Linked DNA regions of Mus musculus: all the other regions are linked to region 1. Evidence: chromatin contacts called from public HiChIP or PLAC-seq data. All regions are on one chromosome and are shown on one strand. Each heading gives the region's core, a stretch centred on a gene start, on an enhancer-like site or on the middle of the called end of the contact. The rest is flanking DNA. Distances are from core to core; before and after follow the strand shown. Region 1 holds the start of Ttc7b (tetratricopeptide repeat domain 7B). Region 2 has its middle 3.4 kb from the start of Gm10432. Region 3 overlaps Ttc7b (tetratricopeptide repeat domain 7B). Region 4 overlaps Ttc7b (tetratricopeptide repeat domain 7B). Region 5 overlaps Ttc7b (tetratricopeptide repeat domain 7B).

The links. HiChIP or PLAC-seq counts read pairs in DNA pulled down with a chosen protein or histone mark.
Region 2: a FOXA1 HiChIP or PLAC-seq map of pancreatic cancer cells shows a contact between it and region 1. The contact joins the enhancer-like site here to the promoter of Ttc7b in region 1. A contact is called at or near these places in 5 of 39 promoter capture datasets (the 3T3-L1 cell line, the C10 cell line, the HPC-7 cell line and 2 more), 5 of 484 Hi-C or Micro-C datasets (the MNK3 cell line, bone marrow-derived macrophages, forebrain and 1 more) and 5 of 115 datasets of contacts at active chromatin or transcription factors (embryonic limb bud, embryonic stem cells, kidney and 2 more).
Region 3: an H3K4me3 HiChIP or PLAC-seq map of stem cell-derived neural progenitor cells shows a contact between it and region 1, with 24 read pairs. The contact joins the enhancer-like site here to the promoter of Ttc7b in region 1. A contact is called at or near these places in 2 of 39 promoter capture datasets (the 3T3-L1 cell line and liver), 1 of 484 Hi-C or Micro-C datasets (the N1E-115 cell line), 3 of 115 datasets of contacts at active chromatin or transcription factors (embryonic stem cells, pancreatic cancer cells and stem cell-derived neural progenitor cells) and 1 of 9 other capture datasets (macrophages).
Region 4: an H3K4me3 HiChIP or PLAC-seq map of embryonic stem cells shows a contact between it and region 1, with 13 read pairs. The contact joins the enhancer-like site here to the promoter of Ttc7b in region 1. A contact is called at or near these places in 6 of 39 promoter capture datasets (the 3T3-L1 cell line, the C10 cell line, hippocampal neurons and 2 more), 2 of 484 Hi-C or Micro-C datasets (the N1E-115 cell line and cerebral cortex), 2 of 115 datasets of contacts at active chromatin or transcription factors (embryonic stem cells and stem cell-derived neural progenitor cells) and 4 of 9 other capture datasets (adipose tissue, embryonic stem cells, liver and 1 more).
Region 5: a contact with region 1 is called in an HNF4G HiChIP or PLAC-seq map of pancreatic cancer cells. The contact joins the enhancer-like site here to the promoter of Ttc7b in region 1. A contact is called at or near these places in 3 of 39 promoter capture datasets (the 3T3-L1 cell line, the HPC-7 cell line and hippocampal neurons), 1 of 115 datasets of contacts at active chromatin or transcription factors (pancreatic cancer cells) and 2 of 9 other capture datasets (adipose tissue and pancreatic islet).

What each region holds. Positions count from the first base shown.
Region 1 is chr12:100,519,317-100,522,210 of GRCm38.p6, reverse strand. It overlaps Ttc7b (tetratricopeptide repeat domain 7B), which reads left to right and starts at 1,389. Exons shown (of 20, transcript NM_001033213.1): 1 at 1,389-1,640. The coding sequence starts at 1,520.
Region 2 is chr12:100,271,793-100,274,686 of GRCm38.p6, reverse strand. No RefSeq gene overlaps it. Among named protein-coding and RNA genes, the nearest start is that of Gm10432, 3.4 kb to the left of the region's middle. Within about 2 kb of position 1,501, at least 14 of the 459 cell types and tissues checked have an H3K27ac peak or open chromatin away from gene starts, as enhancers often do. A contact at or near this core is called in pancreatic cancer cells, where this site is marked.
Region 3 is chr12:100,313,818-100,316,711 of GRCm38.p6, reverse strand. All of the region lies in intron 19 of Ttc7b (tetratricopeptide repeat domain 7B), which reads left to right. Among named protein-coding and RNA genes, the nearest start is that of Gm51958, 34 kb to the left of the region's middle. Within about 2 kb of position 1,396, at least 60 of the 459 cell types and tissues checked have an H3K27ac peak or open chromatin away from gene starts, as enhancers often do. A contact at or near this core is called in the N1E-115 cell line and stem cell-derived neural progenitor cells, where this site is marked.
Region 4 is chr12:100,340,228-100,343,121 of GRCm38.p6, reverse strand. The region is part of intron 17 of Ttc7b (tetratricopeptide repeat domain 7B); the gene reads left to right. Among named protein-coding and RNA genes, the nearest start is that of Gm51958, 7.7 kb to the left of the region's middle. Within about 2 kb of position 1,376, at least 17 of the 459 cell types and tissues checked have an H3K27ac peak or open chromatin away from gene starts, as enhancers often do. A contact at or near this core is called in embryonic stem cells, where this site is marked.
Region 5 is chr12:100,371,535-100,374,428 of GRCm38.p6, reverse strand. It overlaps Ttc7b (tetratricopeptide repeat domain 7B), which reads left to right. Exons shown (of 20, transcript NM_001033213.1): 15 at 725-885. Among named protein-coding and RNA genes, the nearest start is that of Gm51958, 24 kb to the right of the region's middle. Within about 2 kb of position 1,383, at least 29 of the 459 cell types and tissues checked have an H3K27ac peak or open chromatin away from gene starts, as enhancers often do. A contact at or near this core is called in pancreatic cancer cells, where this site is marked.

The sequences.
Region 1 (2,894 bases), core at 140-2,639:
TGTTGGTCATGTCCCAAGTACTTCTTTCCTCTTGGCCCTTACTGAGTTTCAGTTGCTGATCCTGTAAACCAAGGCCTGTGAGTCTGGTCTTCATTTATCCCCAGGGCATGAGAGAAAAGCCTGCACTTGATAGCTTTGGAAAGCTGGAGGAGACACACCCAAAGAGGATGAACCTGGTGACAGGGTACTGCCCAGATGACAGCTCCATCCTCAGAGGCAGTATTGCAGAGTCCAACACCCCCACTGCCCCTGAAGCCACATTCCCTGACCAACTTTCCCAAATACTGGTCATGTCCATACTTGCAGGCCTTGCCATTGCATGCCTGACTAACATGCAGGCTCCCTATCTCACCAAGAAGAAAGACAGTCTTTCTAATGATCCAGAAGGCCGGGCATGGACTAACCCCCACCCTCCTGACATCATCTGCTCAGCTCCTTGCCTTCATTCCACCCCAGCCACTCTGGCCTTTTTCTAACTCACCAAATATAGTAAAGCCGAGGCCTTTGCTCTGCCTGTAATGATCTGCCCTCCCCACCTCCCATATCCCCCCGACTCTCATCTTTAAAACTGTCAAATATCACTTCAACACCATCCTTAACCAACCCATAACCTAATTTGCTACTTTATTTTGCTTAATTAATTCATTTCCATGAATGGGCTATGAACTTTATACCCACTTTGAAGCAAAGTTGTACCCACTTCGTTCCGTTTCCACAGCCCTAAAACACTACCTAGCTCTGTGTGGGTGACCTCTGACTCTATAGTTACTGAATAAATTACACAAGTGAAATAATGTTCAGCTTAGACACCTGCCCCTGCTCTCAGTTACAAGGTCAAGGCCTGGAAATGCCACTTATGAGTTGGTATTCTCCTCAGAGGGCAAGGGAGCTGGCATCTGGGCTTGCAGCTACACACACACACACACACACACACACACACACACACACACACACACGTCCTCCCTCACTTTCTTCCAACACACACTTAAGGAACTTCGGGCAGGTTCTGGAGGAGCATGAATCTCCACTGCTTCTGGCCACATGATGGGGACGGAGGCTACCTGGGGCAGAGGGGAGCCTGAGGAGGGGCGCAGGCCAGCACAAGCAACCTGCGATGGCAGGGCCAGCCGAGGCAGGCTCGCCCTTCACGCCCTCTCGCACTAGAAACCCCGGCCTTTGGAGCCCCAGAGCATCCTCGGGGTGGCTGCCCTGGCTTGACCCCTCACCGCTCCAGGTTCGCTCCTGAGCACCGTCCCGCGCTCCTCATTGCTGTCCGGCCTCCGCCCCGGCCCGCTGCGGCTCCGGCCCTGGCCGGCAGGGGCCGCTCCTCGCGGCGCCCGGGGCCCCGCCGCGCCCGCCGCCGCCCGCTCCCCGCCCCTTCCCCGGCCGGCGTTCCCGTTACGCCGCCGAGCCGGGAGCCGGAGCCGGAGCCCGCGGCCGCAGCGGGAGGCGGCGCGGGGCCCGGCGGCGGCGGGGCCTGCGGGGCCTGCGGGCGCGCGCCGGGCCGGCCAGGGCGGCCATGGCGACCAGGAAGGCGGGCTCGCGGCTGGAGACGGAGATCGAGCGCTGCCGCTCCGAGTGCCAATGGGAGCGGATCCCCGAGCTCGTCAAGCAGCTGTCGGCCAAGCTCATCGCCAACGGTACGCGCGGACGCACCGGGGCTTGCGGGACCGCCGCGGCCTCCGGGGCTAGGCCTGAGGCTCCGGGCGCGAGCAGGGGCGCGGCCGGGCGGCGAGGCGCAGGCCGCGCGGTGTGCGCGGGCCAGGCCCTTGGGGAACGCGGGGTCCTCCGGTCACGCGGCGTGCGGCTGGGCGGGCGGGCTGTGCCTGTCGGAGCCTTGGAGTCCTGACGTGCAGGCTGGAGAGGTTCACCGACCCCAGAGACCGGAGGCCAGCCCCGGGCTTCCAAGAAGTTGGAGCTTGTGTGTGTGTGTGCGTTTGTGTGTGTATGGAGCCCCCCGGGACATACCTGTGGGCATCTGGGGACCACCAGAGTGTGTGTGGTGTGCTCAGGGGTCCTGTGATGGAGATGTTGTGAACATATGGTAATCAAGGGCCCCAGGAGGGAGCTCAGACTTGGAGGGTGTCAGGGGTGGCATTGGCAGGTTGGGATTTGTGTCTTGAGGTCAAGACAGTTGGGTGTCAAATCTGCAGACCCAGAGAGGATAGGGTGGAGAGTACAAGGGAAACAGAGTCAGGGAGTCTGGGAGAAGGTTACTGGGCAGGAAGATGAGACTGTATTAACAATGAGGGAAATGGAGCTGATTGGATGAGGGGCCTGGTGCGCCCAGGAACCAGGATCTGACTTGGGAAACCTGGCGGCTGGACTTGGCCAATGACCCCATTTGCTGAATTGGTTCTTCCAACCCATCAAACCAAAACTGCAGCCAAAATCACATTCCAGAGCGAGACTCCACGTGGCCTTATTTGTTTTGGAAGCAAGTATGGTTAATATTTGCTTGTCTTTTCGTACGCGCCAAAACCACAGGCAGGCACTTGGAGCCTGGGCAGAGAGGGCAGAGGATTTTGTCCTCCTTCACCTCTGGCTTCCCAAGACTGTCTGAGCAGGCGTGGGACAGACAAATCACAGAGGGAATGAATGAAGGACTGACACTGCTCATTCAAGGAAGGACATGTGTACTCTTTTCAACCTTCACCCCGAACTACCCAGAAACGGACAGGGAAATCTCATAGCCTCTTTAAGGTTGGTGGTTGTTTGTGATTTTATGAAAATAGCGCCTGGAAATGAAAACTTAACAAAACCAAACCAAACCAGGTTTCTCTATATATCTTTCAAACTTACCTTATAGCTTAGGCTAGCCTCAAAGTCTCCCGCCTCCTGCCTTGCCTCCCAAGTTTAGGACCATAGGCAATGTCACCATGCAGACAGGGCAA
Region 2 (2,894 bases), core at 252-2,751, 250 kb after region 1:
ACAGTAGACGTGTTCATGAGAAGTAGTGTTTGTCCAAGGGGGAGACTCAGCCTGTAGGTGGTCAGAATGGGATTCCCTGGGCATCCTTCGGGGTCTGAAGAGTAGAGGTTTATCATGTAGGTAACACAGGCATTCCAGGCTGAAGGCACACAAGCATGGAGGGAATTGGGAGGTTCTAGAAGGTTAAAGGAAGGCACAGAGTTCAAGGGGTACAGTTTGTGGAGAGGGAAGAGGCAGGCAAGCTAAGCTGAACTTCAGTCTCCAGGGCCAAAGCCTTGCTGAGAAACCCAGGCTGGGTGCTGAGAATGCAAGTATCCCTGGAATAAAGATCCCTAGACTGTAGCAGGGAGGGAAGGAGGCTACAGTCAGAACGGGACTGTCTCACCAGAGGCAGAAGATTTTGAAAGGTCACTCTGGTAAGTAGCCAGGGAGAGGTGGTGTGGTCTAACCTAGACACCAAGGATCAGCTGGAGAGCATGAGAGAAACTGTCATTCAGGGGACAGAAAAACAGCTTGTGGATAGGCAGTGAGCACGGTGATGCTGAAGCTCCGCCCCACCCCCACCCCAATGGCTGATCAGGCGATGATGTCCAGAGTGTAAGGAGACTTGGCGTGGGAGGGTAGGTGGAATTATAGGTGCCTGAGCTCTTGAGACCTCTGGAAAGAGAGGACTGAACTATCCTCCAATATCTGTTAGTTTATCTGCCCATCCATGCTCTTGAATGAAGGATGGACATGTGTTCATTCATTCATTCATTTGCTTTCTTTTACTTGTTTTCTTTTTATTTCTTTTTAAACAAGACTTTTCTGTGTATCCCAGGTTGAGCTCACTGCTATCCTCCTGTCTCAGCCGTTTTGCTGCTAGAGATAGAGTGTGTATCTCCATAGCCAGCTTTCATTTACTTTCTCTATGAACCAGACTTAGGGAGTTAGCTCAGTTGGTAAAGTACTTGTCTTGCAAGCAGGAGAACCTGAGTTTGATAGCCAGAACCCAAGTAAAAATGGTGACTGTGGTAGACTGCACTCATCACCCAGTTCTGGGGAGACAGAGAATGGGAGAAGCCTGGGGTCTATTGGTCAGGCAGTCTTGCTTAAATGATGAATGACAGACTAATGAGAGATTCAGTTTCAAAGGAGATGGACAGTGTATCTGAGGATAACACCTAATGTTGCCCTCTGGTCCCCATAAGCCTATGCACTCGAACATGTACAAGTATGCATCCACACATGAGTGTGTGCGCATACACGCACACGCGTGCACACAAACACACAGAGCTGCATGGGATATATAATAAACAGGACACCAAGGTGTCTCTGACTTCATTCTGGTGACAGCAATCCCCCTATCCCCCATCCCCCACCACGGACAACTCAAGCATCTGCATTATCCCAGAGTCATGAAGCAATCTGCCCAAGGACTCACAGTGAGCTGGCAGCCAGGTAGCAGAGTCTGGGCAGGGCCATGCAGCTAAGCTGGGATTTCAAGGAGTCTGAGGAAACCATGCCAGCTACAGGGTGACTCAGCAAATGACTCTTCTGCTAAAGCTCTGGCAGGAGGGGACTGAGGTGGACCTGAAAAGATGACAGCCAGGTGTCTGTGGCCAGAACATTCACTGCCTTTGTGGAGGCTGCTGGGTTTCTTCTCTTCCATATCCCTTGCTGAGTCCTGCCTGACTACTACTCTGCTTCCTAAGTGGCCTTGAGCCCGCATCTCATGGTAACCTGAGTTCTAGGCAGCTGCCTCTCTCCTAGGCTGTGAGCTCTGAGACCTGACACTTGGAACTGACAATAGAGTTGCCTTTATCGCCTTCTCTGTGAAATGAGGAGGGGGACAGGGTGGGAGGACTCAGTGGGTAAGAGCCCTAACTTTGCAAGCCTGCCAGCCTGAATGGGAATCCATGGGACATACATACAAAGTCAGAGCTGGCAGCAAACATCTGCAATTCCTGCAAGACAGGTGATGGACACAGCAGAATCCAGTATGTCTTGAGGACACAGGTCAGAGGCAGAAACAAGAGCGATCCTGCCTCAAAACAAGGTGGAAGGGGAGGAACAACTCCTGAAAGTTGTCCTCTGATCTACCCGTGTGCTGTGGCCTGAGGGTAGCTTCGGTCACATACACATCCTACACACAGACGTGCACATACACATGTGCACAAAATGAATGAATGCTTCCGTCTGGCTCGTGGGTGGGAACAGGCTTGGGAGCTATGTTGGGCGTGTCAGGGTTTGCTGGGCTGAGCACTAAAGCCAGAGCATTCACATCCTAACTATGATAATGCTGGACCTTGCAAGGGCTCACCGTGTCCAAGCTTGGCAGACATTACACTGCTAATTCCCACAGTAACTCTGTCTCTTCCTCCATAAAGCAGGAAGCTGAAGCCCAGAGGGGTTCAGGGGATGGTAGATCTGGTGTCATGAAGGCTTGCAGTTAGAGCTCAGGAACGCACAACTCTACACCCCCTCAATGTCTCGCTTGTACTTATGGTCTGAGGCCACAGCATCTCTTAACAATTCACCCTGTGGCGTGAGGCCCCTGGGACAGAGGTCTTCTCAGGGCAGGAAGAACTACTTTTGGTCAGGGTTGTTCAGATACACAGGAAGTGGCCTTAGCAAACAGTGCCAACAGCCCCTGGGCCCAAACAATGACAGCATGAGTGTGGGGCACAGTGTTGCAGCTTTGGTAGAAACCTGAACCCAAGCATCTTTCTAAGGACCCTCCTGCTGCAGTCACTCCAGGTTGTAAAATCGAGAAACGGTTCCAATGTGTCTCCAGGGACATCCGAAGAGCATTACACAGAGCATATCTGAGGCTGAGTTACTGTTCTGTCCTCAAGCTTGCCATTTGTGTGTGTGTTTGTGTGTGTGTGTGTGTGTGTGTGTGTGTGTGTGTG
Region 3 (2,894 bases), core at 147-2,646, 210 kb after region 1:
CAGTTCAAGATGAGAAGTGCTGAGCAGGGAAGCCCAGTAAGGCTTGGTGCACGGACTGGAGAGTGCTAGCCTGGCATCAGGCACCTGCTCCAGGAAGAACTACCTAGTGATAGCAGGCCGCACACGACTAGGCTGGGTCAGTGACTTGGGGTTGGCAACAGGCAATAGCTGAAGCTAAGGCAAAAATCATAGAGAGGAAGCAAGAGAGAGGCCAAGAGCACAGTCCGTGGCGTGCCAGCACTTAGGGAGCAGGAGAGAAGCAACACTCGTGGGAAATCTAGGCTCTGACCAGTCAATCATGCGGATGCCACTGCTTGTCCCTGTAGAAGGGATTTGGCTGTGGCTCTACCAGATCCCACGTCCTTGAGCTCAGTCCTCTCTGCTCTCCATGCGGGACTCAGCCCTGCTCCTGCACCGTGCAGAAGGAGGAGCTCAGACGGCACAGCCTCTCTTGGCTACACATCAGGAGCAGACATGGCTTGAATTAGACACAGTTTCCACACAACAGAGCTGAGGCCCCTGGGCAAGTTGCCTTCCTTCTCTGGGCCTCGGTTCTTCTATCCATGAGGGATGGTGGTGATCACCCTAGCAGGAGTAAGCCATGATCACACATGTGAGCTAGAGGCCTGCAGGTGTGTCAAATGACAAATGTTTAGACGTATGAAGCACCCCCTTTTCATGTCTGTCTGGTGCCTGTTCTCCAGGCTGGTAACAACAGTGATTTGCTGAGAGGAGTAGGGAGATGATACACGCACATGCACACACACACACACACACACACACACACACACACACACACACACATACACGCACACACACATACATACTGGCCTGGGATCCTGCCTAGCTAAGAGTTGACTCTTGATTAGATCTATAATTGAAATTCTGGCCAGTGTCCTTCTAAATGCAGCAGAAGCCGCTAGCCTGGCACAGAGCAGCCTCTGACAGTGGATGCTGTGTCTTCATAAATAAAGCTCGGCCCCTCCCTATAGGAGTCCAGGGCCCTGCAGGTTCTCTCTCATCCTCTGCACCAGGCTGCCAGATCTAGACAGATGCATGGGGCCAGAGCCAAAGATCCCTGCGGAGATCTCCCAGAACAAACTAGAAGCAAAATCTGCTTCTTCCTAAGGACAACATGCGAGTTTCCAGGCCCTCCAAAGCAAGGCAGGTCAATCGAGTTATAATTGGCTCTCTAATTAGAACTCCCATAAGCTGTTAAATTCTTTACCTGCCGCCTGCGTTTTATACAAAGGTAACAAATACACTTGTGCCTTTGATTAAAGAGCCAGCTACAGTCACCAGCTTCCTGCTGGCAGCAGCCCCCTCCAGCCACCACTACCTCACTCAGATGCCTGCACACCCACCAGCAAGCATCATAGGCAACACAGCTGTCAGCTCAGAAGGATCTCTGGGAAGTCAAGCTCAGAGGTCATGTTGCTGGCAACCAGGGGGAAGCTGCAGAGAGTTAGCCATGTTTCCAGGGTGACACATTCCTCGGGAGATGCATAGATCCTGGGGCCCCTACCAGAGCTGCTCCATGCTAAAGAAAGTTCATCCTGTGCCCCTCTGTATTCTCAGTGCTGGAAGAAAATCGGGGTTTGTGTTGTTCCCTTCAACCCTCAAGAGAGCAGTATGGTTTAGTCTTGATAGAAGGACTTACTTTGTAGAAAATGGCAAATGCCACACATCTGGGCTTTTTTTCTTCCAGAGAGCCATTTTGGCCATTATATCACTTGCACTCATGGGCCAGAGAGGGAATTGCTGTTAAGGAGGGAAGCAGAGAGACATCAGAGGGACCATGGATGAAGAACACTCAAGGCCACGCCTCAGAAGCTGCTGTGGCGCTGAGCAGAGGCAGGGCTGAAGGAACCGGGGAAGGAAGTACTGCAGAACTGCCCAGGCCAGGGCCAGAAAGAGTAGTGGCTAAGAGTAGACAATTCGGAGCAGAAGCAACAGCATCTAGAACATAGCTCTGACATGCACTGGAGATCTGTCTGACCAGGACATGTCATGTTTCCTCTACAGCAATCATGCCAACCTCTGGTCTGCCCTCAGGGATGTAGACATGGTTCTGGCCTAGCACAAGCACCTCACCTCAGTACCTGACCTTCCTCCAAAACCAGTAGCATGAAAGTCACATGGGAAATACGAGACTCCTCCAGGCCCCCAGGATGCAAGCGTGAGGTTCCCTGTGCACTTGCCCCTTCTCCGTTCTTTAGGAAAGAGGGGCCTTCCTTTTAGCAGAGTGTACAGTCAGAACAAGAACTGCCTGTAACAGGGTTATAGGACTGATGCTGGATCAGCCAGTGCCAGTAACAGGTCACCTCTGGGTATGACCATACCAGGTTAGAGCATAAAATGACTATGACCTTTCCTGAATCTGTAGTCTGAACACGTCTCTGTGAGCAGGAGTGATGGCGGATGCTTTAATTTATTCTAATTTTCTAGTCTCCCTCCAAGTCATTGTCCAAGGCCGCAGGCCCCCATTCTGTGTCAAGCACAGCCTGATACATAGCAGGGACCACATACAAATGAGCTCAGTGCCTGTACCAAGGCAGGTGAGCAGCACCTCCCACGCTCCTCTCAGCACCGGCTGGGAACTCTTGAGGCGATGCCTCTGATCTTGATGCTGATTTATTCTGCACTGAATCGGGAAATGGTGAGAGCTCTGTGCAGGGAACGAAAGCGCCTGCTGTGCCTCTCTTCTCCCCAGGAGCTCTGCAGTGTAAACCTTCCTCTTTGCAGAGCCACACTGTCCCCAGCCTGGTCACTATCTTTCTTATTCCAGCTCTGGGTCTGAGTTGACAGCACTTGGTGGGGGACGGGGTGGGGCGGGGGGGGGCGGGGGTGTTATTCAAACAAATAATAGTGAAAGCTTGCTTCCAGGCAACCTG
Region 4 (2,894 bases), core at 127-2,626, 180 kb after region 1:
AAGCCTTGGGAGGCAGAGGAAGGCAGATCTCTGTGAGTTTGAAACCAGCCTGGTCTATGTAGCAAGTTCTGGGCCAGCCAGAGCTACTTAGTGAGACCCTGTCTGAAAACAAAACCAAAATAGACATCTTACCTGAGGCTATCTCTGCCCCACAAACACATGCACATCACTTACACACCTGTGTACCCTCCATCTCTGCCCCACAAACACATGCACATCACTTACACACCTGTGCACCCTCTATCTCTGCCCCCCAAACACATGCACATGCACTTACACACCTGTGCACCCTCTATCTCTGCCCCCAACAAACACATGCACATCACTTACACACCTGTGTACCCTCTATCTCTGCCCCCCAAACACATGCACATGCACTTACACACCTGTGCACCCTCCATCTCTGCCTCCAACAAACACATGCACATCACTTACACACCTGTGCACCCTCCATCTCTGCCCCCCAAACACATGCACATGCACTTACACACCTGTGCACCCTCTATCTCTGCCCCCCAAACACATGCACATGCACTTACACACCTGTGCACCCTCCATCTCTGCCTCCAACAAACACATGCACATCACTTACACACCTGTGTACCCTCTATCTTTGCCCCCAACAAACACATGCACATCACTTACACACCTGTGTACCCTCTCACACATGCATAGGCACACACACAGAAGAACAAGCCAGCTATAATATTTTGCAAATAATCCTAAAAATGTCTGCATTTCAGTTTGGAAGTTAATTAATCCCAACCTCATATAACAGTGAAAGCCAAATTCTAAAGATGACATTCACCTGCCTGTCAACACGGAATGGAAGGCACTTAGAGCTCTGCTCCCAGAACCTTCCACTCGAGGCCAGTGCCAGCAGATTACAGAGTACATTTAAGAAATGTGTTGGGAACTGGTTTTTACTTGCAAAGGCAGGGTTTCTGTCGTGAAAGTGTGGAGTGACAGAATAGCACCTTTGCCTAATCTTGATTTCAAATAGTACAGAACTTTTGAAAGTCTACTTCAGGAAGCACCAGGACGCAATCAGTTTGGTTGTTTGTTTGCTTAATCCCTATATTAAAATGAAGCACACTGGTGGGTGAAGTCCTTAAAAGGGACCTAAATATGGTGCTCACCGTGAGCGAGAGTGAGCTGAGCCTGTTCTTCTTCACTCGATTATTTAATGTGCACTCCTGCCAGCAGTGCCTGCAGATTTCATCTGCATCTGTGATTTATAAGGGCTCATCTTTGTTCCAAATGCTGTTACATGCTGAACAAAAGCCCATAACAGGCTACTGCCAGGAGGAACCACTCTGTCTAGTGCGCTCGTTCGGTGGCAGGTGCCGTTATGTAAGCCTCCATATAGGTCAGGAACAAAGGTCAACCAAAGAAAGGCACATTCACAGTGACTCTGACCTTGCTCATTTGCATATGGCTTAGCTTTTAAGGCAGCCCCAGTTCTATGAAATGGAAGATAAAATTGATATTTATAAGCTGTTTATGTTATCTTTTTATCTACCCCAGAGCAGCATTTTCTCTCAATATAGTAGTGCCTAGGGGCAATTGCCAACTTCAATTTTTTTTCAAGAAAAAAATTTTTTCTCTTACATTGGCTTTTTTTTGTTTTTGTTTTTGTTTTGTTTTGTTTTTGTTTTTTTGAGACAGGGTTTCTCTGTATAGCTTTGGCTGTCCTGGAACTCACTTTGTAGACCAGGCTGGCCTCAAACTGAACTCAGAAATCCGCCTGCCTCTGCCTCCCAAGTGCTGGGATTAAAGTCTTGCGCCACCACGCCCGCCCGGCTTACATTGGCCTTTGTTAAATTTATTATCTTAAATGAGATCCTGTGGTTCTAGAATGATGTCATACATTCCATTGCCCACTGTTTGCACAGCAAACCCACCAACCTCAGCACCCCGCCAGGTTTTGTCAACCTAGGAGCCCTGCATTTCTTCTGAAATTCTGGCTCTTACAGGGGGGCCTTTAGAGTCATCTAATTAGTAAATTGGAACAATGAGGACCCACTGGGCTTCCTGCTAACTGTGGCTTGCCCCTACCCAGTGCCCTGCAGTTACTCTCAGAGAAGCCATGAGCCACTGTCCCATCCTCTGGGAGTGCCTGGCTGGTAACCAGCTGTTCGCAAGGATCTTTCTTCCTCATAGATGCACTTGTTAATCTGGGAAGGCAAGCCACTGGTAATAGAGTTTCTTGATCTAATTGTAGAGAGCTTCAACCCTCTTGCCTAACAATGAAAACTGGCCCAGCCCTGCACTCTTATAGACTCAGGGTTGCAGGCCTGTGTGGGGAGACCCAAAGCCTGCTGGTTTCATTGTCTGTCTCTTCTTTTTGGAATTCCCTGCTTTGGGACTCCCACATGGCATCAACGGGTCAGCTTAGCCTTTCCTTACTTAAAGCAAAAGTCGCTTTAAGTCAGTGGAAAATAAACTGATTCCAGCCAGCCAGGTTGCAGTTGGGAGGTTACTAGAACCCTCTTTGCTATTGTAGCTTTAATTTTGAGTTTTCAACTGTTTTGTTGTTTGGTTTTAATTTTTGGTTTGATCTGTTGTCCCAAGGCAACTCTCCAGAAGCACACTTTCATGGTTTTCCCTCCCTCTTTTCAGTTAGTAAGTAGCCTTCAGATCTATTCGATCTATTCGCCCTCCGAGGTCTCTGGAGTCACGCCTCCTCCACTGTTGAATGTGTGCTGTGGTTTGGAGTGTTGGGAATGTTGGGATGATGTGATCCCCCCTCGCTGTCACCCGCCTGTCCACTCCGCCACCTGGGCACCGTGGCCTGAGACTCCAGGGTGCAAACAGCCGAGGCAGTGCTGCTCTGGGGACTACAGAGGAAGAGGCAGGGAGAGCAGCTTCCTTAGGGAGCACAGAGAGCAGAC
Region 5 (2,894 bases), core at 134-2,633, 150 kb after region 1:
TAAGGTGCTGCTCCTTGGCACTCTGTAACATCCATAGGTAACACACATGTATACACACACCACACACACACACACACCCACACACACACACCCCCACACACACACACAGGAGAATATGTTGAGCAGCTGTTGCACCCGTGACCAAGGTTACATGTGGGCCTGCTTGAATTTGGCTACATCTGCTTTGCAAGTGGTCCTGTGATTTGTTTTCTTGCAGCCAGTTATTTTGAGCTCTAGTTTGGAAAGGTATGGGGCTTTGTTTGTTTGTTTGCATATTTCCTTCATGTCCAGGAGAAATCCAAACATCTGGACCCTAGAAAGTTCTGCTAAAGGTTTCATGGCTTATGACATACTTTAATTTCAATAATGCTCTGAAAGGGAGAATGGGTCAGCTAAGGCAGTTTAGTTCCATTAAGAACCCTGGGAACTTGTCTCTGTCTCCACTCACAGTGAGCTCATCTTAGACCTAATCAAAAGTGTATCTGGTCTGTGGGGATCGAAGTTCATCTAGAGAGATGGAAAAGGCAGAGGAGTGGGGTCTCTCCTCTTCCCTCGCTGGTCCTACCTCTGCTGAAGAGGATGTGCTCTCGTTTGCTCAGTATCCTGTCGTGAGGATGTGTATGTGGGTGCAGCATGACATAAAACAGCTCGCAGTGGACTTGATGTACCCGTGGCCTCTTTGTGTGACTGTCTAAACAAACTTCTGGGTTTTGTTTTAAACCAGATACCAGAAGCTCTAGGATATGTTCGCCAAGCTCTCCAACTGCAAGGCGACGATGCGAACTCCCTGCACCTCCTGGCTCTCTTGTTGTCGGCTCAGAAGCATTACCATGATGCTCTCAACATCATCGACATGGCCCTGAGTGAATACCCAGAAAATTTTATGTAAGTAGCCCTGCCATCGACCTTCCCTTACTCCGGAATCACTGCATGGACTTCGTTCTGGACTCCTCCTTTCTGAACTGTCCAGTACGAGACCTTCGTGGACACTCAAGGAGGGCAGAGAAACTTACTGCTGGTTCCCCACTGCCCCGGGTGCGTAACACCAAGCTGCTTCCTAGCCGTCCTGACACAGCTCAGGTACCCCACCTGTTCTTCTCCACTGTGTTCCCTGAAGCACACACAGTTGTTCCAAGACAGTAGTGAATATTTTGATAGTTTTCAAGAAAGGTAGTAAGTAGATGCGAATTCCCATACACTTGGCTGTGATAAAACTGCTAGACTGTAACCTGGGTTAGGATGTTTAGCTCTCTGAGTCTAGGTTTAGTATCTAGGAGATAAAGTTTCTTGAATAAGTTTATCAACACTTACACGTACTGTAAGAATCATCATCAGAGGCAGCCACAGGCTTAGCCTGCCTACCCGAGTCATCACATCTGTCCTCTGAGTCACATTTTTTATTGAGCCCGAGAATGTGAGATTCACTGACTCCACGCCTGGTGCTGAGGCCTTGTGGAGAACATTGTCTTCTGGGCTACCTACCGAATTACCAGTACACAGTGACTAGAAATAGTAAACACTCCTGTGGGCTGGAAGGGTCTACATGTCTGCATGGCTGCAGATCCAGCAACAGGGTAGGGACAACGTGAGGGTGGGGAGTGGGGATGGGAAGGAATGTGGAAGGTGGCCTCGCTTTCTCTGTTTAAGTAGGTCAACTCTAGCTTGATCTCCCTGCCTGTTTTGATCAGTGCGTTCTCAGCAGCTCTCAGCAGCTCTCCCTGGAGAATTGGTTCACACATTTCCACTGCAAACATGTCTTTGTCTTCAAGGAAAGGGCGCTTCTCTTCTCCCCTTCTCCATCTAATCCAGGAACCCTGTGGCTGGAGAGTTCTCTTGTAGGCTCAGCTGTTTGCAGAGTGAACTAAAGAGCTTTGCTACAGTATTGCTTCTTGCACATCTCTAACTTGCTCTTGTGACACCTGCACATTTCTGTATTTCATCCCACGATGTTTCTGCCCTGTAGAATCACAGTGATTAGATTACATTTTAAAGTATTTGGTTCTTTCTCCATTTTGATAAAGTAGCAGTAACATGATACAATGGAACTTAATCTCTCTCGACAGTATTTATAAAGTGCCCTTCTATGACTCCTCCCTCCGCACACATGTGCCCATGCATGTGTGCACAGCCACTGCCCTCATTAGATACTACTCTCCAGCTTGTGGTTCCTGCTTCAGTAGCCCACAGTAGCACCCTAGAGGAGCTTCCTAGACTAACAGCCACACTGCACAGTAAGCAATCAGCAGCGATGGCTAATGCCATAGTGCCTCCAGTGACAGCAGCTGACAGCCTTGTCAAGCAGGAGGAATAAGGAGCGGCAGTGGAGATATGTCAGCAATGTAAGCCTGTTACTTTAATGCTAAGCTGCAAACTGGAAAAATCAGAGTATGTGGCATCAGGTCTGAGATCAGCTCAGGACTTGTCTGCTTTTCAAATATTTTTATGTCTTCCTCTGTGATGGGAAACTTCTTTGCAAGAATACCTACTAAGAGTTGAGAGTAGATATAGTCTGTGGATCCCACAAGTCCATGATCACCTGAGTAAAACCTGTTAGCACCGACTGAAGCAATGTCCCAGCTATAGGAATTGTGTTTCTTTTTGATGAGTCTGTCCCCAGCAGAACTTTAGACCCTGAAGCCTAGGGTTACTTCTGGTGTCTTTTATTCCTAGCCACATATAATAACAAACTTAGTTGATATTATGTTCCAACTTGTTTCTAGAGAGTCCTGCCTGTCATGTTGAACAATTGCCGATAAGATAGCTGAAGGTTCTCACAGAAGCAGCCAATCCTCCAGCATTACCCTGCCTGAATTAGTCTGCTTTTCCATTACCATACAAAAAGTCTGACGCTGAGCTAACATTTGTAAAAAGAAGAGATTTATCTGTATATTTAC